2 separate regions of the Danio rerio genome follow, and region 2 is linked to region 1. Evidence: chromatin contacts called from public Micro-C data. All regions are on one chromosome and are shown on one strand. Each heading gives the region's core, a stretch centred on a gene start, on an enhancer-like site or on the middle of the called end of the contact. The rest is flanking DNA. Distances are from core to core; before and after follow the strand shown.

What was found. Hi-C and Micro-C count contacts between places; a contact is called where the count stands out from the background.
Region 2: a contact with region 1 is called in a Micro-C map of caudal fin, with 13 times the contacts expected there. The contact joins the enhancer-like site here to the promoter of cited2 in region 1. A contact is called at or near these places in 4 of 18 Hi-C or Micro-C datasets (caudal fin, embryo and an unstated tissue) and 2 of 4 datasets of contacts at active chromatin or transcription factors (caudal fin and embryo).

Annotation. Positions count from the first base shown.
Region 1 is chr20:40,188,620-40,192,570 of GRCz12tu, forward strand. It overlaps cited2 (Cbp/p300-interacting transactivator, with Glu/Asp-rich carboxy-terminal domain, 2), which reads right to left and starts at 1,690. Exons shown (of 2, transcript NM_001006045.1): 1 at 1,508-1,690; 2 at 1-1,324. The coding sequence starts at 1,320. The coding sequence ends at 652.
Region 2 is chr20:40,438,486-40,442,304 of GRCz12tu, forward strand. It overlaps a transcript of gje1a not described here. Among named protein-coding and RNA genes, the nearest start is that of nmbr, 120 kb to the right of the region's middle. Within about 2 kb of position 2,341, at least 4 of the 62 cell types and tissues checked have an H3K27ac peak or open chromatin away from gene starts, as enhancers often do.

The DNA.
Region 1 (3,951 bases), core at 440-2,939:
GCTGTTTGGATTTCAGGGTTCCCACACTTTCTGACCAATGAATTTACATGGTTATTTATGGAGTGTTACACATGATAGGCATAAAACCTTAAAAATACAAATTTGTTCCCTCAACTTACTAGGACAGCAGCATGTTTACTAACATGTTACCTCATTTTAAGTAAATTAGGTGCATGATATATCAAGTTGTTCCTTAATATTACCAAAATGTGGCCACATTGTATTAATTGCTTTGCTGTAGGCTTACATCATAATATGGGATCAAATTAGTAGAATGTGACAATTTATTAAAACAAAATTGTCAATGCTATGATTTACAACATGAAAAAAATTATTTATTATTTATATATTATTCCCCAGAATATCACGTATAGGACTTCCTAATATGACAATTAGGCTAGTTCCCCAGTCATTTGTGAGTTTTTATAAAGACTAGTCATTTTTTTATGATTTTATAGTACTATTTGGGCAAATAAAAACAATATTTCCACTATTATGCCTGATTCATGTCTGGAAATCATACTTTTGAAATTCCCCGATGTTTCCAGGACCGTGGGAACCCTGTGATTTGTGGATCTCGGAAAACACACCAGTAATATCAGTCTTTAAAAAAAGACAACGAAAGTCAAAAGAACGGGAAAAGCGTTGTGATTAACAGCTCACTCGGCTGGGCTGTTGCTTACAAACAAAGTCCGTCATGAAATCGAACTCGTTCTGTCCAAGCCAGAGCTCTGGCAGCTCCTTTATTCGGTCCAAGCCCATTTCTATCACCAGTGACATCAAGACCTCCTCGTCAATAAAATCTGTGTCGATAACGTTGGGGGGCAGCATTGCTGCAGGCATGTGGTGGCCAGGCAAAGGAACCCCAGACGTGTTCTGCTTAGCGATACTGTCTCGGAACTGCTGTCCTGTCCCGTTTAACTGGTGATTGGCGGGGTGTAGTTCGTGCATGTAATGGTGATGATGGGAAGGATGAGTGTGGTGACCGTAGTAAGGCGTGTTGAGCTTCTGCAACTGCATGCTTGCAGCGAGCTGCTGCCCTTGTCCGACAAACTGTGAGTTAAAGCGGGCAGGCAAGTTTCCATTGGGGATTCCTCCGTTTATATTATTCCCAGTGGCCATGGAATGCCGGATCCCGTTATTTGCGTTTATATTCCCTCCCGCGTAATGCATGTGATCTCCCATGATAACGTTATAATGCTGCTGCTGCGGAAGCGCGTTGGAGAACTGTCCCATTCCCATCCTGCGCGCGGAGTGCTGATGTCCGTTCACAGCATCTGGGAAACGACCATGGTTCATTGCCATCATGCGGTCTACCATTCCCCTGGAAAACAGTTTGCAAAAGTTAATACGTGCAAAACACGACGTGCAGATATGTTCCCGAAGGATTTGCTTTCGAAATAGTTCAACAATGAACAAAAGCCTTTTTTGCAGTGTGCACAATTAAACACACGTATCTGACTGTGGCATGAACATTCATAAGCAGGCTAAACTTTGTAACCTTTACCTCTCCGCTAAAATCTGCTGAGTGCGTTGCACCGCAGTCGGCAAAAGGAAAAAGTAACTGACAATCCCAGAGATGAAAGAGTTTACAATCCCTCCTAATCCAAGTCAACAAGAAGCGTATGCTCTCCAAACGCAGACCGCATTCAGCGCCAGCCTCCGCATCAAAAACATTACGAAAAAAACTGCTGCATGCTTCTCGGTCAGCACTCATATACAATCAAGCCAGGGGCGGAGCAAAGCCAACCTTCAATCTGACTACACTCAAGCCTGTGGCAAGCCGCTTTGTCACGTAGGCATACCAGTTTCACTAGGTAATCGTTCACAGTGGGTAGTATCGAGAGCTACAGTACCCTCTGATGATCTAGCGGTTAGTAATGCTCATTGCTAATAGGCTATTTATAGGCTGAATTGACCTTAAAGTAATTTTATTAGGGGCCATTTAGACATTTTAGTGAATATTTTCAGCTGTGTAAAACTTTATATCTGGACGTGAAAAAAATGAAGTAGCCTAAATAAAAATAGGTAGAGTTGGAATTAACTAAACGGAAATTTAATGAGTAGCCTAATATCTAATAAATATGTAGCCTACATCATGTCTAAAGTTGGACGCACACCAGATAATTGATCATGAACTGAAGAGCTGAAGGGGAGGTTGAAAGACGATCGCGAACTGAAGAGTAGGGGCAGGGGTGTAGTGGCCATTTATAAAAGTGGGGGGACAGCTGTATAAAATTCAAAGGTTTACATACCTAATCACCTGTTTCTAAATGGTTTGTCTCTAAAAGTGCGGGGGACGTATCCCCCTCGTCCCCCTGGTTGCTACACCCCTGAGTGGGGGGCACTTTTTATTCAAAAGAAACCCTTTTGTGCCCTACCTGTGAATGGAAAGTTAAAAGGATCACACACCAGATGCGAACATTCAACGCAATCTTATGACAGTTTATAACTTTTTGATTTTGTGGCTAATTCTTATGAATTCTTATGATCTGATTCGTACAATTTAGTACGATTTGCTCATCACCCAATGACGGTTAGGGGTGGGGTTGGGTGCCACACCTCCTTTTTAAAATTGTACATTTTCGTACGACTAAACTTGTACGAATTAGCCACTAAACTGACGAAATGTAAAATACTTACGTCTCCTCGTGAGATCAGGCAGGCACATTCGCATGTTATTTAAAATGAAACTATTCAAATGGCGCTCTGTGGCATGATATAAGGCCCCGTTTACACTAATGCGTTTTAGTTTGAAAACGCATAAGTTTTGCTACGGTTACGCCATCCGTCAACACTACGCCGGAGTTCTCGAGCGCCGAAAACGGAGCGTTTCGAAAACGCTGGAGAGGCCGTTTTCATTCTGAAACGCTGCTGCTCCATCTCAGTGTGGATGGGGAAAGATGAAGTGTCCTGAGCTAGTGTGTGTACTGTTATAGAAATCCATGTTTAGAATTCTTAAATGTGTGGCGCTGCGTGGTTGTTGCTAGAAGTAGCCGGGTCCATCATGTTTTAGGGTCTAATTGTAACAATTCCATTGTGTTATGAGAAAATGCAGCGCGTTTAGTAAATTGTTGTGTTATGAGAAAATGCAGCGCGTTTTTGTAAAACGTTTTTGTTGTGAGAAAATGCAGCTCATTTTATAAATTGTTTGCATTGTGTGAAAATGCAGTGCATATTTTAAATGTGTTTGTGTTGTGAGGATTTGCAGCACTTGTGCTGTCAAACTGATGAAGATCTTTTTTTAATTTGCTACCGTTTTTTGTAATTGCATGTGTTTTCTTAAATTGCCGCACATTAAGATATCTCGGCCATTATAAAATCCCTGGCGCTTTGCGAAAACCACATGAGAGGCTAGACAAACCCTCCAGTTGTCATTTACAATATAATAAAAAGTACATTCACTTTTTGACACCTTTTTTGTGTTTTAAATTAAAGATTATTGCAATATGTTTGACAAGAGAGAAGTTTAGTTTTCATATAAATGGCAGGTTTAATTTACTAAATTGCTTCCATTTTTTTCAAGAACTTTCTGAGTGAAATTGTTTCAAGAGTAATTGTTTTGAAGTGTTTGTTCAATAGGATGAATGTTAAGGCAGCTTGCCGCAAAAGTCTGGATCTGGGCTCGTGCAAAACGTGGAGCTGAAGCGCGCGACCAATCGCCTTCCGCGCGCATGGAGCAACACCGCTGCACACATTACCTCATTGCGGCTATTTCTGTTCACGGCAAGAGTGAGCAAAACATGGAATCACATTTCACAGGTTTTTAAAGGCAGTGTGCGTGCTCAAACCTCTATTAACGCCATACACTGATTGAGATAAACATGACCAGTGACAGTGTCACACATTAGTTTTTTTCATGCACGTGTAATTTATACCAACACTTAGCAGTTGTGCTGAGTTGCAAATTTAAACAGTGAAAGTTATTGATTAAAGTCATCTTTAAAAAGT
Region 2 (3,819 bases), core at 1,091-3,590, 250 kb after region 1:
AACAATATTATTTTTTGTTATTATCAGTTTATTATGCACTAATTGTTAAAAAATAATTGAATAATTATTATTATTATTAATATTATTATTATTATTATTAATATTATTATCCGCCAAATTTATTGTAATTTAGTTTAATTTAATTTAATTTAATTTAATTTAATTTAATTTAATTTAAATTAATTTAATTTAATTTAATTTAATTTAATTTAATTTAATTTAATTTAATTTAATTTGTACTTATCTTTTAGAGAAGAAAATTAAGTTTTGGAAAAGCATGAGGGTGAGTAAATAACAACAGACTATTTATTATTAGATGAACTCTCCCTTGAGAACGAGACTGGTGGAGCATATTAAATGACTTGTTTTTCGATTCTTTAAACCAGATCTGCTTTTCACAAACAAAAACAAAAAAACACTTGAGCACATAGAAAATTAAAAAACCGTATAGACTAATGTGTTTTTAAAAAACAGCCAATGCAGCACTTGGACTAAATTTCTCTTGCTAGAGCAATTATGAGATGTCATGAAAACATGACAGGAACTGATGGAAGAGTATATCGGTTTTCCGCAATCATTAGCACCTAATCCCAGGAGAAATGACTCGCTAATGACGCTTGATCGAGGGTTGCTGAAATTGAATTGAAAGTGCCACAAACAGTGATCTGGTATCATTGCTTCATGGCTGGAAGGCACAGCTAAACGAATGCGACTGGAGGTGTGCAGGTGCTCTTTAGAAGAAAAGAGATGATTTGGATCATACCTGAGTGGACGCTCCATCTCTGAACACATGCAGTGCTCAAATCAGCTCAAACAAACATGTCTGAAGGGCAAACGCCATTGGCTTTCCCTTTGTGCTCAATATGGCAACAATGAATCTGATTAATAGACAAATTAAGTCAGACTTTGTGCAAGTGCCAATTACATTTATTTATTTATTTATTTATTTATTTATTTATTTAATGGTTTTAATGACCTCATTGATTCTTTCTTTATTTTTTCTTTATTTTTTCTTTTTCTTTCTTTCTTTCTTTCTTTAATATAATATTCTTTCTTTCAATAATAATAATAATAAAAATAATAAGAATTGTAAAAACGATATTGAATTATTTTATCATTAAAATGTTTTATTAAAGGGAGGCAGTGGTCCACAGTCCAAAGAAATGCGGTACAGGTGAATTGGGTAAGCTAAATTGTCCGTAGTGTATGAGTGGATGTTTCCTAGAGATGGGTTGTGGCTGGAAGAGCATCCGCTGCGTAAAAACTTGCTGGATAAGTTGGCGATTCATCCCGCTGTGGTGGCCCCTGCCCCCTTCATATATAATATTATCAATATTTATTACGATTTAATTATTATATGTTTTATATTACAATTTAATTATTTTTATAAAAATACATAATTTAATTTTATAATTTTAGTTTTCTTTTTATAAGTCTATAATAATAGTAATAATAATTATAATAATAATATTGAATACTTTTCTCATTAAATTTTAATTATTTGAATATATAATATAATCAATATTTATTACGATTTAATACTTTATTTTAAAAAATTTATAATTTAATAATACAATTTAAGTTTTTTATTTTTTAATAAATAAATAATGATAATAATAGTAATAATAATGATAATGATAATAATATTTAATTATTTGTTCGTTAAAATGTTTTAAGTAAATGAATAATATTATCAATATTTTTACGATTTATTTAATTCTTTATTTTATAAAAATATATAATTTAATTATATAATCAGTTTTTTAGCTTTTTATAAGTCTATAATAATAATAATAATAATAATAATAATAATAATAATAATAATAATTATAATATTTGATTATTTTATTATTTAAATGTTTTAAATAAGTAAATATATAATATCAATAATTATTACAATTTAATTAATTCTTTATTTTATAAAAATGTTTGCTATATTTGAGTTTTGTATTTGTTATACATCAATAATAATAATAATAATAAAAAAATAATAATTATTATTATTATAAGTAATACAAATTCACAAAACATTAATTGCCCAGCATTTTCTGTAGATTACATTTGTAAAACTAACTGGTCTATCAAATTAATTCAAAGGTGCAAACATTGATAAATCTGTTTGTGATTTTTTTTTCATTAATATTACTGACGTTAATTTCCTTTGACCTTGAAAATGCATATTGTAAACCAACTTGGCTCGAAATGTTTAGACACGGCCTTCCAAGCTTTTTGTGGCATGTGCCAATGTGAACACCTGCTTCAAACGCACTGTTGTTACCATGGTACCACTTCTCACATCACCTAGTTGTAATGGTTTAAACAACAAGATCAAGGCTGGCTCAGCTGTTACTGGCACTGTTGCTAGGCAACTTTGGAATCAGAGTTCAAGGATACAAAGGAATAAAGCTTGTTGATGTGCCCTGCTCACATTCAGGTCACTCAAAGGTAATCACAACGTACACATATACATACACTTCAGTGACTGTACTCCCATCTTAAGGTGAGACACTATATTTTCATGCACCTGTCAATTTAGAGATTTTGGTCATTTTGGCTTTTTATTAAGGATTTTTTTTCTCTTTTTTTAATTTTTTTGTATACATAAAAGCATCGTAATTCGGCCTATTTTGCACTTTGTCAATTTTGACCTGTAAATTTCAATTACACTCTATATTTATGCACCAGACTTCAGTTTTATGTGTACTCTGAGAGTTTTACAGAGGTTATTTGTTCATTCATAATTTGCCTGACTATATACAAAATTTTATTCTATCAAAAATGTTGATAGTATTTTCATCATCATTATCTTCATCATCATCATTATCTTCATCACCATTATCTAAATAATAATAAATAATTATCTATAAATAATAATTATCATCATCATCATACTAATAATTATTTAGTAAATGCAAAAACCTGTAAATACCTTTACCTCTATGTCCAAAAAACGATTTCTGAAACTGCTTTCATCCAGTGTTCAAATTTAAGTGATTTTTTTTATTGTTTTTAATTGTACATTTATTAATCTTGAAATGTCCATGAAAATAGTCTTTGTTGCTGACATGGCATTAAATAGAAAATCATCATCATCATCATCATCAAATGTTAGTGCTAGAGGTATTTAATTAAATAATGATTCATTGGCATATTTAAACACAAAACTTTAGAATATTTTTAATACAAAGGAGTTTGTAATTCTTAATGTTTTATTTACTCTATTTTCCTGCGTTGTCTCAATATTTTGGTCTGAACGTATTATATCATATACAGCATCTTTAGAGCATATTTTAAAATATGGTAATATATGTAAATATATGTCAAAAAAGTGTGTTGTAGACTCTCAATAATGTTAGGTGTAGATTTGCTAAGGACCAGTGGAGTTTAGATGTGTTTCTCCCTCCTGAAATGTAAAACACACTTATATTCACCAGTTTATTTAGCAGTCACCATCCCCCATCCTTGCAGTTTATCACAGAAAACTCTTTTTTGGAGTTTATTGAGACTTCAGGAGTGCTTAACAATTGATGTTTCAACAGTGCCCCCTTGCGGTTTCAAATAAGTATTGAATGCATTTAATTTCTGTCCAGCTTATGCTGCATTTAGCAACAGGATGCTGCATCAGTTATTTCAACGAGAAATAAAGGCTTAGGAGTAATATTTGTTAACACTTTATTTTGATGGTCCATTTGAGTGTTAGTTGAATGTCTGCTTTATATCTGTTGATACAGCTGCTTCAACAGATATATAACTGACTTTAAGCAACTTAAGTACAACTTAACCCCAACCCCAAATTTGTTGTTATGTAGATGCAATGTA